Regions from separate parts of the Mus musculus genome. Here regions 2 and 3 are each linked to region 1. Evidence: chromatin contacts called from public Hi-C and HiChIP or PLAC-seq data. All regions are on one chromosome and are shown on one strand. Each heading gives the region's core, a stretch centred on a gene start, on an enhancer-like site or on the middle of the called end of the contact. The rest is flanking DNA. Distances are from core to core; before and after follow the strand shown.

Region 1 (5,137 bases), core at 1,784-4,283:
GTTTCTCCAACCTTAGGGGGCACTGTATGCTGTGACTGAGGATGGGGTAAGGAGAGAGAGAGAGAGAGAGAGAGGACACGCCCTGCCCTACAGCCTGAGATGCCTCCATGGGGTTATTCTCCATGTGACAGTCTTTGGGCACTCATTTATCAGAGAGGATCAGCTGCGCCAAGAGTGGCCAGGGAGATGTAGACACTCACAGAATCTGCTAGACCAGGCGTCCATCTTTTAGCTTTGCTGCACACTAGCAGGTTCACTTTGGGACTGACGAGTGTCATCCCACCACTCTGTGCAAAATGGGGAGGCTGGAATGTAATGTCACCTCAGTGTGTGTTTTCATCTTAGGCTTCTAATACCGTGCAGCTCTTGGTCCTTTAGATTCACTTGTGAAATCTGAAGCCTAGATCCTTGGTGTTTCACCTCCCAGAGTCCTTAAAGGCAGAGGGTGTTGTTTTTTTTTTTGTTTTGTTTTGTTTTGTTTTTGGTCAGCTTTCTTCTCCTCTGACACATTGCCTCAGGTGTCTTTCTTAAAACATTTGTCAAGTGTTACCAAAGTGTTTTAAATAGCCTGTTTGAAAGCTGCTCTGCCAGAGACTCCTGGTGTGTCTTTCTAGGAGCTCTTCCTTCCCTGAGAAGCTCTCAGAAACATCTACCTTCTTGCAAACAAACACAAAACAGTTGGGGTGTGGGGTGGGGGAGCAGTCTGGCTCCAGCACATCTTTTGTAGTCTTTGGATACAAAGTAGAGACGTCCTTTATCTTTTGGTCTTTATCTTTATATTTTTGAAGACTGTTCCGGTGCAGCTTCTTTTGTTTTTATGTTTCTTTTTCTTCCCTTGAACACATGGGAAGCCTCCTGCCTCAGCTTCCAGGTTGCTGGCATTACAGGCACTAGGCTGTCACATTCAGCATGTGTATGGGTTTTTAAGAAGGACCATTCCAGCAAACCCTATCCCTGAGGATGTTAGCCCAACGAACTCTTGTTTGCTGTTTCTCCTAATTGGCAAGCAAACGTTTTTTTTTTTTTTTGCAGAGTTCATTGTATATCCTTGACCGTGAATTTTTCTGACTTATCTCTCTTCATAGATCATTTGAGAAGAGTTGAAGAGGATACACACACACACACACCCCTACCTCATGGGCAGCCTGCTAGAGAGGATAGTTACAAAAGTCTGATCTTCCTAAAGAAATTTGAGTAAATTTGAGTTTTCTGTCCATCCCTGTGACTTGGGCACATTTCAGAAATTCTGAGGTTACTCACAGTTTTCAATCGGCAAGAGGCAAACGGCCCTCCCGACTCCAAGTCTGCTCTCTAGAGGCTGTGGGTTTAAGGTGAAGCTCTGCAATACAGAAAAGGCTGGCTGCTTTGTCCACAGCTGGGCTCAAGCACACCTCAGCGAAGTGATGATAAAGATCAGGGGCTTACTCTTCCCGTGTGCCCATGTCTGCTAAAAGGGCTACTAAGTTCCTTCTCCCGGGATTGAGGTCCACACCAGGCCCTAGGCCCCTGTAGGCCTAGGCCTGGAACATTTGGCTACAAAAGTAGCCACACCAGTGTGGAGATGGTGACGGTCCTTCTCTTTGCTAGCGGCTGTCCTACCCACCCTCAACGCATGAGTGGCTGCCTGGAGTGTTCCTCTACTACGCCCCCTTGTGGTCTGTTTACCTGGATGCAAAGAAGCTCTTCCTAGAGCTGTATAATACTAACACTGGGGTAAGTGTTAGTATTGCTTCTTGCTCCATGGAAAAATGACACTTTAAAAAGTGACAGGATGTAAAATTACGAGATGACATAAGCATATTCCTGAGGCATACCTAATTTAAAAAAAATAAATATTCCACAGGCTTATATAGAAATACAAACTGAACTGTATGTAACCTGAGCATTTGGGAGAGGGAGGCAGAAGGATCTTAAGTTCAAGTCCAGCCTGGGCTATGTATCAAGACCCTCGCTCAAAACAAAACATTTTAAATAGTGGTATTTTGGCGTTAGAGTTACGTGTGAAAGATACTATCGCCTCAGTAGAAATTTCTTACCTGTTAACTTTTAAAGCATCAAGTCCAGATAACTGAAATAGTAGGATTTGTTTCAAGGCCTGACCTATCGACAGCCAGGAAACTGGACATCTCTACCCTCACACAGAAGCCTTGGTGTTAAGCAGTCACCTCTGGCCATCACTGGAGTTAGGCCTTACCTCAGAAGGCCTGAGAAACATTGGTCAACTAAGCCCATTTCTCTAAGCTCCAAGTCTGCCCACTTGTAAACGAATCTAATCATGGTAAAGGCGTTTGAGGGTTATGTTAGTTTACTAGCATGACAAACATGGTGTTTGGCGTCTGGGAGATGGTGTTAGCTCTGTGGTGATCGTGAAAATGTTGCTGCTTTCTTGCCACCAAACTTTAGGATGCTTTTGCATTCTAAGGGGTTGGATACCTTTTATAAGCCATTGTAGTTGGCCATATTATCTTCAAGTCCTGTATTTTCTGCCTGGTACTGCTCTCTGGTTCCTTGACTGCCTGCCTGGGGTGAGGCTGTCCGGCACAGGTGCAGAGCCGTCCTGAGGCCTTGGACAGTTGGGTCTTCCATCACGGTTCCAAGAAGCACAAAAGAGCAGATACTCTTCCTCTTTCCCACACGTACACGTCCTTATACTTTTTCTTCCTGGAGGCAGCTTCCACACTTGAGTCTTGACTGCAGGTGGCTGCTCAGACTCCCCCGGCCGCAGAAACCTCAGACTGGTGTGCACTAGAGGAGAGCAAGTCTGGGACTTGGCAGAGCCAGCAGCACACATGGGTTCCAATCCCTCTGGGACTCGTTACAAAAGCTGGGTAGCTGGCCAGCAGGGCTGGCTTTTGCCAGCTGTCTTCCGTAGGTTGTGACCTGGATGTAATCCATACTGAAACTGTAGAATGCAAAGATCCAGGTTTTCCATGACAGCATCAAGCAGTTTGTTTTTTGAAATGCATACAGTGTGAACACAGACGTCCACCGAATCCCCAGTGACTCAGGTTTGGGACAGAAGCCATTCAAATGAGCTCAGGACTTGGCTCAGTGGTGTTGGCAGGGATGGGTTCTGCTAGGCTTTGCCATGCCGGTTGCTGAGCCTGGCTGCCTGCTGTCTTCCAGTCCTGCCTCACAAGCTTCTTTCTGTCTGTTGGATCTCATACTCTACTCCGGTCGGCCCTCTGTCTGTGTGATCAGCCTCACAGGGCCTTCTCAGCCAGCTGTCACTCTGGTCTGCAGGTCTGCTACAGTGGAGGGGGTCGCCATGGGAACCCCAGCCTTGGCCACGAAGGGCCTGGTGTGTATGATCCTGTTTCCTTAGAAGTGAGCAGAGTGGGAGAGAGTGGGAGAGACTGTGCAAAGGAAAAGTGGTAAGAGAATGTGAGAGGACGTTGGGGGGCTTTGATGACCGTGACACCGCATCTAAGTGTGAGCGGCTGTGTGTGGCACCAGCTGCCATTGTGTTCATGAAGGTGAGTGTGCGGAGGGGTGAGTGGGCACGTAAACACCACAATTGCCAGCCAGGCTTGGTCTTCCCTCGTGAACCAGAGTGTGAGTGGAGGTATAGAGGGCACGTCGGACACCACTCGTTCCATCTAGAACTGACCTTCCTGAGCCAGTGTCTGAGAGGCGAGTGGGCAGGCACACCATGACTGACATCTGGAACTGGGTTCATTGCTCTTCTCCCATCGTGTGAAAACCAGCAGCAGGAGCCGCCGCCAGTGGCATGCATAGCCCAGCTGGGTCTCAGCCTACCCGTACGCTTTTCCTCTCCCTGTTCGTTCATTCAAGACCAGAAGGATGAAATCACTAAGAAAGGGGAGAGGAACGAAACCAGGGTCTCAGGATGAAGACGAGCCTAGGCATAATTTTACCTCTGAGAAAGTCACCTACCTTATCCTGAGAAGGCAGAGTGACCTTGGTGAGCAACTTTGGATCTCCCCAGGGAAAGGGGACTTAAGGAGAATTGTGAGGACAAGCCAGCTCTCCCTTTTGGTGAAAGCCAGGCACAGGAGACTTCTGGCTTCCCGGATGGGGGCTCTTGGTTTCTCTACACAGACAATGCCTCTGTTAACAGTTTCCTGTTTGAATCAGTTTTACAGTATCACAGGTTGGGCCTACAGAGATGGTAAAGAAGCAAGTGCCACTCTCTTAGAAAATGCAGATTCCATATTAGGTGGTTCATGACCACCTGTGACTCCAGCTACAAGGGGAATACAATACCTCCGGCCTCTCCAACGGGAACTGTGTATATATATACACACACGTATGTGTAAAGGGAACCAAATATATATATATATATATAAAGAGCCCAGTCATACCATGAAATAAAGACTAGTGTTTAACCACAGATAGACCAGGCAGCCATTAATGTGAAGAATCCAGAGGCTGGGATGCATTTTTTAAGAAGAATCTGTTGTATGGGCCTGAAGAAAATTGCAAACGCTCTTAAAATTCAGATACAGTGTCTGATTTGCAAATAGAATATGAAAACAGTCTGCCGCGGCACCTACTTGATTGCAGGCATAAACCACCGTGAAGCGGCTGATGCTCTGTGTTCAACCTACATTAGCAAGTCATGGGATAATGGCTTTGACGTGGCTCTGAATGTTTATTTACCTGAGTGATGTAGGCACTCTGTTTTAAGAGCTAAGGCAATGGTAGTATTTTCCAAAGCTGTAAAACCACTTTAAAAAAAAAAACTATATCTCTGTGTTATAGTACAAATATGAGTTTGTTATTTAATAATGTTCTTTCAAGTAACTTTAGTAAATAGACACACACACCCTAAAAATACACATGCTGAGAATGTAAAGCCAGTATTAAAATACTGCACATACTTGTAACCCTAGGACTCAGGCCAGAGAGTGACAGGTTCCAGGCCAATCAATAAAGGTGACGAGGTCTGATCATGTCTTAAAAAAACAAGGGTGGGGCCTAGGACTCAGCAGTAATAAGCTGGTTTAGTATGTTAAGGTTCCATCCTCAACACTGCTTGCTTTATAAACAAACAGTGCAAGCCAGTGCCCCACAACTCTAGTTTCAGATCTGAGTGGCTGTGTTCAGTCACAGAGGACAATCCCAGTGGCCCAGTATTGAGCGGTGACATCTGGTGTGCTGCAGGAATTGCTTA
Region 2 (5,137 bases), core at 1,306-3,805, 200 kb before region 1:
AGGGGTGGAGGAAACAGTGTAATTGTAACCTCAAAAGTAAAAAGACAATCCAGACAAACAATCGGCCAACAGGACATTCCATACTGGGTGAAGCACAGGAAATCATGCCATATGTTCTTGGCGAAAGCTGAAAGGGAGATGCACGTGGGACTGTCCCACACTGAGTACTGAGTACCCGGCCTAGCAGTGGTGGCCCACAAAGGATCCCTCATCTCAGCAAACCTCGTTCAATACTGTCTACTTAGACATTTTCCTATACCATCCCTGGTCCCAACTTCAAACGGACCTGTCCTGTGACCTGTGTTCTCAGGTTACTTAGAAAAGAGGCAATGTATTATGTCCCCACCAAGCCCATCTATCCACCTGGAGTTTTCTGTACTCCCTAATCACAGTAGGTCGCTAGCTGTTCTTCTACCCCCAGTGGTGTCTGGTGCTGCCATAGTATCAACACAACAGCCATCCATTCTCAGTGTGCATCCCTCTCATACAGGTCAATGGTGACAAGGGCCATTTCTAGTCCAGGTCTCCCAGGGCTGGTGGTGTTTGGAAACATGGTCTCATGTATCCCAGGACAGCCTGGAACTCACTATGAAGCTGAGGAGAACATGGAACTTCTGGCTATCTTGTCACACTATCTTCAAGTACAGGGATTATAGATGTGAATCACTGTCCTTTGTTTATGCAGTACCGGGGATTAATGACACTCAGGGCTTCATGCATGCAAGGCAAGCATTCTACCAACTGGGCCCAGATCTCACGGGTTTAATTGCTGCTCTGGCATGGCCCTTCCCATAAATCTAATATTTTGAGCTGTTTTCTTCTTCCTTCCTTCTTAATAGGAAGCCCGTAGCTTGGATGACCAGGGAAGTCCTGGTTTCCCTGGTTGGCCAGGTGTAACTACTAATGACAACCCTTTGGCTTTAACATGTGCTAATTGAGAACACAGGTTTTAGGGTAAGCCCACCTGGGGCTGAATGTGTCTCCACCAAGCTAGGAAGCAGGTATAGCACACGAAAAAAAGAAAAGGTTCCAAGCTGTCAGGGCAAAGGAACCTTTATACAGTGGCATGCTCCTGCACCAAACCTGAGCAGTACTCACTGACATCTCAGACAGCAGGGACTAGGCAAGTTGTCAAGAGACAGTCAGAGGGGCGTTTGAAAGCGGGAGATTTGCAGGGATTCGAGGTGGGAAGGCAGAGGGAGATGTCAGAAGGCTGTGCAACCCCAGAGGATGTGGCAGGGAGTATTTCATGGCATGGGGTTTGTCTTGCATTCCTGAGAGGCTAGGCTGCGTTCTTTATTGGTGCACTGCTTCTGCCAAGGTCTATTGTGACTCACTCCCTCCAGGCAGCCTGCCTAGATTGGACCTCCCTACCTAGACCGAGAAGGCAGACCAGGGCTTACTGCTTTCTGTTTCTCCCTGTCATTGATAAATTGCTCATCTCTTGATGGATGAGGTTTTCACCTGCTAAGATTTCTGGTCAGCTGTTCCTGAGGGCAATAGTTCAAATTACCTAGTTGTCCTGTCTTCCAAAGAACTGAAAATCAGCCCTTTCTCTTTGTAGCTATAAAAAGTTACTTCAACAAAATGTATATTTTCCAGCATGTTATAAGTAGACATGTTTAAAGCTCCTCACATCCTTTTACTGATCTTCTTACATCATTAAAAATGTACTCAAGTAGCCATTCTATATCTGCTATTACCCACTTTATACTGCACCAACAAGCTACTCTCCAGTACTAGGCAACTTTACACATGTTGAATGTAGAACCCATCCCCTTTCCCCACAGGAATATTTATTACGTCTGGTGTAATAAATCCAAGCGCCGGAACACCTTTTTTATTTCTAAATCACTTTGTCATTCTTTGTCACAAAAGTATGTAAACAGATTGTAATTTCTTGTGACTGTTAAGCTCAATGATAGAAATCGTTCAGACAGAGTTGCCAGCACAAGTGGTCTCACCAACTCTTATCATCACACAGAAGGGAGTCAAGGTGGGTGAGACCGATCTGCAGTGAAGAGCACTGCGGCTACCCTTGCAGAACCCAGGTTCAGTTCTCAGCACCCACATGGCAGCTCACATCCATAACTCCAGCCAGGGATTTGACACCCTTTTCTGGCCTTCAGGGTCATGAGCATGCAGATGTATACACGTACACACATGCAGACAAACGGTCATATGCATACTAATGAAAATAAACAGATTTTTTTGTTATATATTAAACATAATGGTGAAAATTTCTCAGGGATACGCCTCTTGGAAAGATGTGTCTGCTTCAGCCATTAAGAACGTACGGTTAGCCGGGCGTGGTGGCGCACGCCTTTAATCCCAGCACTCGGGAGGCAGAGGCAGGTGGATCTCTTGAGTTCGAGGCCAGCCTGGTCTACAAAGTGAGTTCCAGGACAGCCAGGGCTATACAGAGAAACCCTGTCTCGAAAAACCAAAAAAAAAAAAAAGAACGTACGGTTAGTCACTTTCTACGACTGACCACATCCTGTCCATCCCTCTTATTTTTAATCTTGGCAATACTCAACAATATGTATTAAGCAAGCAGAAATTGAATTTCCTAAGAAGTCCTATTACACATTTTAAAAAAACAAAACATACCCAGGGGTCTATTACTGTAATCAGCTTGTCTGGGAAGAATTAAGGCAGTCGAAAATGACATCTGTAGCTCTCTCTTTGGCTCTCTGAGCCAGTAGACTTCACAAATCCCCTCAAGGCTCTACTGGGAGAAGAGACGTCTAAAGTGCACTGGGGTGTCTGAAAGAGGAACTTGTCTGCTAGAGGGTGAACTTGTGTGTCAGAGGAGAAAATTTACATCTCAACTTGGAAGTTAGACAGTGATGGTCAGGGCCGCTCAGTGGCCAGTCAGACTGCTTAACTATCTGTCTATTTTATCTTCTATTTAAACCTCACCCTCATGTTAGGACCCTGAAGATAGACTCGGAGGTGATGTGGGGGTGACACTGGGTCTCTTTGCCTCTCAGTGTGCCACATTGAATAAATCACTCTTTTCTGCTCTCCACTATTCTGTTGGTTCTTTTAGTTGGTTTATTGAGGACAGGTGGCTGCACCTGGCTTGTTGGGGAATGGGCAATTATATAACGTTACAAGCCCGGTAACATTTTCAAAAACAGAAACCCAGTAAGTCCTTTTCTCATCTTGGACGCCAAAGCTTGGGAATTATAAGTGCAGGCTCTAATTAGACTTGGAAGGTTCACTTCCCCACCTTTAATGTTGCGTACTTTCTCAAGGCCAATGCCAGTATTTTGAATTGTTCCTTTGTTTGACCTCAGGAGGTCTTTCCGCCCTGGGGCAGCACACCAGAATAAAAGGCAAGTCCTGTGCATTTCTTAGTAACCAGCGCTTGTGAGATACTGAGAATGAGCTCTGAATGAGCTCTGAGCCCCCTGAACCACAGTGCACACTCTATCAAGAAGGTTATGAGATCCTGAGGTGCAAGGGAAGGCAGTTCCCCTAGCAGTCAGCCTTACTGTATAAAATAAAAATGATACCCTCCAGTTTTCTTACCTCTCTAACCCCAGGAGTAAAGCATGATGCTTTAATGACTTTCAAAAACAAGCTGCTTTTAAAAGTATAATCGAATTGTGTTTTTAAGATTGCATTTCTCTGAGCATTCGGTGAGTATCCCTTGTGTGTGTACTCCTCTGGGATTAGTTGTGTCCTCAAGTCTTACCTATATTTCTATTGGTCTGCAGCTCCCTTTCTATAAGAACTGGGGGGAGGGGAGGCAAAATTAATTTTCTGCCTTAATGTGAGTTTTCCAGTTTATTATTTGCCTTTTGAATTTACTAATGATAATTTCTTCATGAAAAAATATTTGGGGACAGATTAATTTTCTCATGATTTTTTTAAGCACGTGTGTGTGTGTTCTTTGACTTTAAAATTTTTTGTCTTTAATATGTTTAGTATTAATTTTATCCCAAAGTGTGGGGTAGGGATTCAAGGGTCCTTTTCTCCAATCACTATCCAGATGGTTAGAAATGTGGACTTTTTCAGGTGAAATTCCCAGGGTTGGTGTCTGCATGTGCTCTCGGTGGGATGGTGGCACAGAATCGTAGCCTTGTGACACACTATCCGGTAGGTGACTGTCTTCATCATTTTGTGGCTATCCTTCTGTATTTCCCATGAGCACAGCTTCACACTCATAGCACGCTGCTAACACTGGTCCCGAGATGCCGCTAAGGTAAATGAGCTTCACTGGGCGGCTTGGATTTTTCTGAACATAAAAGGAGGAAATGGGAGGTGGCCTGGCAACCTACAAAGAAGCCTGCCACTGGAGAGATACGTCAACCTCAGTCTGCTGACCATGCCAGGTCACGGCCAATACTTGACGGGAATGACCCACCTTGGCAAAGAACATGCAAGGTCCTGGTTCCTTCTCTAGCACTGAAAACAAATCTAATGCCAAGTATCCCAGGGTAGCTTCTTTAGTGCCCAGGAGTCCTATGAACTTTGCTTGTTTGACCCGTGGTGTTATTTTTGTATAATTTGCCATGCCTCTCTCACTCCTCCCCCACCCCCCCAAAAAAAACCGTAAGAAGTTGAATGAGATTCATCATTACAGACTTTATTCACCAATATTGTTAGATTTTTTCCCCCAATTTTTCAACAAGCCATTGGTTCTGATGCAAAGTTTCCAATGCCACATTTCTGTTGCAATTCCACTTCCGCTCCCAGCCAACGAGCACATTTCTAGGCTGTGACTAAGGGGCAGAGGATACAAGAGCACAGGACCTGGCTCTCACTGCTGCTTTGTAGCTGAGAGATCAAAGGCATTTGCTTTTGTTCCTTTCCCACTCTCTGGGGATGCTCACCAGTTCTACCACCTCCCGTGGGACAGACTTGTAGAATTCCTTGGATTTGCAATTATGCTTTAATAATGAGCTTCAAGACTTGAGGAATTCCATCAAGGGGAAACCCACAGCTTAAAAGCTCAAGGTCAACAAGGTCGAAAGCCAAACAGTAATTGAACATGTGAAGACCCTGGGATGGATTGAACTGTGACCCCAAAATGATGCTCTAGGTTTCAGTCCCCAGTACCTTGTTTTCCTTTGCAGTTGTTATATTAGTCAGGGTTCTCCAGACGAACAGAACAGAAGCAACTAAA
Region 3 (5,137 bases), core at 947-3,446, 180 kb before region 1:
TTTAATAATTTGGTTGGATATGATTACATTTATTAATTAACATTGAAAACACTGTCTTGAAGGATGTCTATGAACTTGCTCTCTGCCTCATGCATTGCTTTGTAGTGCTGTGGATCGAGCCCAGGCTCACATACATGCTAAGCAAGCACTTTGTCACCAAGCCATATCGTAAGCCTGTCATTTGATAGATTACAAGGCATTTCTCTCTGTTCTCCACACTGGACAATGGTTAGTCTTTTCCTCAGCCTGAAGAAGAGTGAACATCACTAACTCCAAAGTCCCCTAGGAGACCTTTCAAGTGGTAACTTCATTAAACAAACAAATAAATAAATAAATAAACAAACAAACAATCAGTCCTTGGATTAGGGATGCTTAATTAATCAAAGATGTGCAAATATCCACAAACTTTAAAAAGATAGAAATATGAAACACTTTTTTTTTGACTCAAGAAATTGAAACAAAAGATCTACGGGTATAAATAACGTCGCACAGAGCTTTCTCTCACACACACACCCCTCACTTCACAATTGCACAACAGGATCTGTGCATCACATTCCCAGAGTGAGTTTCCAGGACCACATGTTCATGATGTGAATAAAATCCTAATAGATCTTTCCCAAGACTTTTTCCAGAAAATTAAAGGAACCAAGCCACCATCGCCAACCAACTTAACAGTGGCTGTTTCCCCAAGAGGCTCCTCCCCTTCCGCCCACCTCAGGATCTAGCTAGCAGGTGAAAGCAACATAGTTCTTGTCATAGTTCTCGTGGATAAGGCTGACCATGAATTACTGGTCTTTCATTTTGGTTGGTGTTAATTGTAAACTTGACACAACCAAGAATCACCTGGGAAGGGAGTCTAGAGGGCTTGTCTGGATTAAGCTGACCCGTGGGCATATCTATGGGGAATCATCTTAATTAGTGGGAAGATTCACCTGCTGTGAGAGCCGCTCTTATGCAGGGGAAAGCTGGACTGAAAAATTGCAGAAAGGGGAGAGGAGAGCTCTAACGCCTGCATTAATTCCTTGCTCTCTGCTCTTGACTATGGAAGGAATAGAGCTAGCTGCTCCAATGCTGCCTTGGTTCCCTCACAAGGGAGGGTTGTAACCTGGAGTCCTAAGACAAATACACCCTTTTTACGTAGTAAGTTGCTTTTCTCTTACCACAGAGACAGGAACAAAAGCCCAGACTTTTCATCTGTTAAAGGATTGCTTCTTCTGCATCCAGTATGCACTGTTCCCTTACTCAACTCCCTTGTTATGACATATTTCCTTAGACTTCACTTGTGCAAAGGGCTCCTATGTAGAAATGGTTTTGCTTTCCTACAATCAAAATTGTCTGTCTTGAGCCTTATACAAAATAATCATACTTCTAGATGAAGACGACTACTACTACCACTACCACTACTACTACTACTATCACGACTACTACCACTACTACAAAATTAACCGTTTAAATCTCCCATCTTCTAGTGACTATATAGTTCTTTCCAGGTCTTCAACTCCCTAGAATTTATCCTTGTTTCGATGACTATCCGATTGTCCCAACATCAGTTTTTAAAATGAGCCATGTACCCAAGTGCTTTGAATTACCCACTGGTTCTAATTGTATATATGTCTGGACAAATTTGATTGTACTAAAGGGCCTTTGGGTCTGTTTCCTAAAACTCAATGGCTGCCCCTCTGACCACTCATTAGATTCTGATAATGTTTTTTATCATCTGAGACTGCGTGCTCCCTGGTCTCTCTCATTTCTTTGAAGGCATTAGGTATATTTGTTGTTTGTTACTCCCCTGTGATGCTGGGGTTAGGCCTCTCATAGGGTCTCTAGCGTTGTTCAAGACTTCTCCCTGGGCCCATTCCTCCAGGTCAGATTCTCTAAGCCCTTGCCTGAACAGTTAATAAGGTAAGCAAGATGTGAGGCCTCCTTCCCCATTTCCCAAGGTCAGTGTCTTCCTGTAGCTCCTACTAACAGTATTTCTGACCCTCCTGGGCCAAGCAAGGAGTTTAAAATACCTTCTCTGATTCAAGTTCTCCACATAAGGTCTGAGGTTTGGTGTTTTTCTCCAACTAATGTCAAATAGCAAGCCTGTAATTTTCCTAAATTTAAGAGTATTTTCCCCCAGCTTCCTGGCTGGCCCAGACTTGTGAAAATATTCTCAATTTCAACTTCACTTCCTCTGACATTGTGCAAGACAGTTAGTGGCACAGCCTCAGAGCGTTAAGTGTTTCTGACAGTCTCACTTGGACTTGCCAATTTCCCCTTCGATTCCTTCTCCTTTTTATAAAGACAAATTAGAAAGCAATTGCTCCGTGACCTTTGGCTCTGTTATTTCTTTTGCTTTGTGCTACCCAGGCTTATTTCCCCATCTATCACTCTTCTGTATTGATTTTGGATGGTTACGGTGTTCGCCTCTGCCCTTTGCAAAGAGTCATTGGCTTCAAAATGATCTGGAAATGTCAGGAGCATTTGGACACATGGCTAATCTGAGTGTGGCTACTGAAGGCATGAGACCAGCCGTGAGATAGGTTTACCGTCTCAGTCTGTAACTGTGAAAATTAAGACTGCTGACAGCTGTTGGCAAAGACCTTCAGAGTTGTCATCTGTCTACTCATGACAATAAGAGCCAGGAGTGACCTGTCAAATGTCCCGCCAAACCACTGAGAGCATGTGTTTGGCTTCATGGTCACCAAATACTAGGATATGGTGTCGTGGGAAGAGAAGCTTGTGAGAGAGTCAGGAGGCCCAAATGCACTTCAATATAGATGGGCAGAGTTCCTCCTGAGTCTCTGGAAAGACACATGAGTAAGCCACGAAGAGGAAATGATAGAATCCAGCCCATTCTAGATGGTTCCTGAATGACAGGGGCTAATGTGGACAGTGAAGATATCTCACTCTTTGCCTTTCTCAATTATTCCCTGTTCCCCCCAAACCCCAGATTAGACCTAAAGAAATTAAGTAGCCAAAGGACAAACTGTGGAAAAGAATGTTGGAAAACATGTAGGCTATCTGCCACCTGGGTGAGTAGACACTCAACAGTTGAAGGTTGCCTAAGAATATACAAAAGGGATGATGGGGGGAGGCAAGCTAAGCAGATTCAGTCCCAGGGATTGTGTCATGAAGAGGACCACAGGGAAGCCTTTGTCTGGGTGTCTCAGGTGCTAGCTGAAGACTCACCTGGAGCCTTCCATGTTTGAGGGTTCAGCCAGGTGCCTCCCTTCCTACGACCACAGCCTCTAGTAGCTCTGCTAGCGGAGGAGTAGGGCGGGGCTGTTCCTCCATGACAAGCACTCACAAACCTATGGGCAACAGCACGTGGGGTTCCCAGGAAAGGCAAAATACTAAACTGAGAAGTATAACTGGGCTGGGAGGTAGCTCACTCGGTAAAGTCGCTGCCATGCAAGCACGAGGAGCTAGGTTCAAATCTCCAGGCGGGACAGCATACATTTGTAACCCGGAGGTAGGAGTCAGGAGGCAGAGGTAGATAGACAAACTCCTTCGTCAGTGAGATATAGGTTTAGTGAGAGACCTTGTCTCGAAAAATAAGGTAGAGAGTGATCAAGGAAGACACTGCCCTTTGACTCAACAGTTACCAGATAGAGAATTCATGTGACAATGTGGTTTCATTTTCTTGGGGAGCACGATGACACCCCTTCCATGCCTTTCCCCATCCCCCAGAAAGCATCCGTGCATGCAGTGAGGGTGTATTTGGCAAAATGGATGGCTGTAATAAAACGGGTGGCTAACCAGCAAGGGCCAGAATGATGAGTCACAGGTCTGTGAGCTGACTCACCTGCAACTGGGCAAGACTGCCCGAGACAAGCCCTCCCGGGGGGGGGGGGGGGGCGGGAGGAGACAATGTCTCATGGACACCCATTCTATGCCAGGCTGAATCATCCAGGGTGAATTTCAAGATATCCAGGGCTTGGATCTTCCAGACTATATGGAGAGGCTAGTTAGCTTTGTTTAAGTAACCAATCAACATTTTAAAGTCACCTTACATTTAATTTTTATCTCCTGTGCTATGCTCACACTGGTGGGTCACTGTGTCCTAGGATAGCCCTCTAGACTCTTCTGGTGCTGTGGGTCCTGACTCCTCCTGCTCCTCTGAACTGGGAGATGGGGGCTGAAGAGCAATCCCTGTGCTGAGATTGAATACACCGGGCTGACTGTATCACACTGCCTGACACCATCCCCTCTGTCTCCCTGCTAGAGAGTGATTCATGGTCACTCTTGGCAGAGTTTTTGGAATCCCATTTGTGGGATTTTTATCTCATCTAATTCAAGTGAAAGAGCACAAAAATGTGGCATCCTGGGGACAACCTTGGGTTAGGAAAAAAACAGTCTTCTCTAATTTAATGAAGGGCAGCTATGAAAATCTGAGTAGTTTTTAGAAACAAAAATGAACTACAGTTACATGAAGTAAAACAGAACACCTTAGACATAACGTTAAGTGAAAAAGATCAAAAGATCAATCCTAGAATCGATATACATATTTAATTATTTGGGAAAGATTAAATCCAATAAATGAACTACATAGATAGATAGATAGATAGATAGATAGATAGATAGATAGATATTTTAGCAGTATGTATTTAACGCTGTGTCTATCTCAGTTTCCCGCATGACTCCTACAACAGATGATCACAAACCTGGTGGTTTAAAACAAAAGGTAACTATTCTCTCTCAGTTTGAGAGGCGAGCAGGCAAAAACTAGTTTTACCAGGTAAACTTCATGGTGGTGTGTTTTCTCTAGAGGCCTCAAGAATTTCTTGCCTTTTCTTGGCCTCCGTCCTCTGTGGTCCCCTTGGCCTGCTCCCTTTGTGGTCCCCCTGTCCTCTCCCCTCTGTGGTCCCCTTGGCCTTCGCCCTCTGTGGTCTCCTTATCTTCCTTCCATGTCACATACCCCTCCACTTCACTTTACTAAGGCACTTGTAGTTTCACTTGGGGCCCAAATGCGTAATCAGAGCTGGTTTTCTCAACTTGACACCCTCACCGCAGTCCCACCTGCCATGTTTGTTATATAAGGTCATAGCCACATGGTCTGGCTGTTCTGCATCACCCTCTGTACAACCCTCCCACCCCCACGACATGAGGGGCTTGTTTCTTCTGAGAATCTCCACCCGAGGCCTTGCACCTT

Evidence for each region. HiChIP or PLAC-seq counts read pairs in DNA pulled down with a chosen protein or histone mark. A called contact is a pair of places that touch in the nucleus more often than the background predicts.
Region 2: a contact with region 1 is called in a CTCF HiChIP or PLAC-seq map of the NIH/3T3 cell line, with 7 read pairs. The contact joins two enhancer-like sites. A contact is called at or near these places in 1 of 15 datasets of contacts at CTCF or cohesin (the NIH/3T3 cell line), 6 of 115 datasets of contacts at active chromatin or transcription factors (astrocytes, bone marrow-derived macrophages, extraembryonic endoderm stem cells and 3 more) and 3 of 9 other capture datasets (adipose tissue, embryonic stem cells and liver).
Region 3: a Hi-C map of muscle stem cells shows a contact between it and region 1, with 2.0 times the contacts expected there. The contact joins two enhancer-like sites. A contact is called at or near these places in 5 of 484 Hi-C or Micro-C datasets (the C2C12 cell line, bone marrow-derived macrophages, muscle stem cells and 1 more), 6 of 115 datasets of contacts at active chromatin or transcription factors (bone marrow-derived macrophages, extraembryonic endoderm stem cells, fibro-adipogenic progenitors and 3 more) and 3 of 9 other capture datasets (adipose tissue, embryonic stem cells and liver).

Annotation. Positions count from the first base shown.
Region 1 is chr13:94,175,733-94,180,869 of GRCm38.p6, forward strand. The region is part of intron 3 of Lhfpl2 (lipoma HMGIC fusion partner-like 2); the gene reads left to right. It overlaps LOC115488151 (a long non-coding RNA gene), which reads left to right. Exons shown (of 2, transcript XR_003950582.1): 2 at 1-5,137. Among named protein-coding and RNA genes, the nearest start is that of Scamp1, 110 kb to the right of the region's middle. Within about 2 kb of position 3,034, at least 98 of the 459 cell types and tissues checked have an H3K27ac peak or open chromatin away from gene starts, as enhancers often do. A contact at or near this core is called in the C2C12 cell line, the NIH/3T3 cell line, fibro-adipogenic progenitors and 1 more, where this site is marked.
Region 2 is chr13:93,974,571-93,979,707 of GRCm38.p6, forward strand. No RefSeq gene overlaps it. Among named protein-coding and RNA genes, the nearest start is that of Lhfpl2, 81 kb to the right of the region's middle. Within about 2 kb of position 2,556, at least 50 of the 459 cell types and tissues checked have an H3K27ac peak or open chromatin away from gene starts, as enhancers often do. A contact at or near this core is called in the NIH/3T3 cell line, where this site is marked.
Region 3 is chr13:93,994,400-93,999,536 of GRCm38.p6, forward strand. No RefSeq gene overlaps it. Among named protein-coding and RNA genes, the nearest start is that of Lhfpl2, 61 kb to the right of the region's middle. Within about 2 kb of position 2,197, at least 64 of the 459 cell types and tissues checked have an H3K27ac peak or open chromatin away from gene starts, as enhancers often do. A contact at or near this core is called in the C2C12 cell line, fibro-adipogenic progenitors and muscle stem cells, where this site is marked.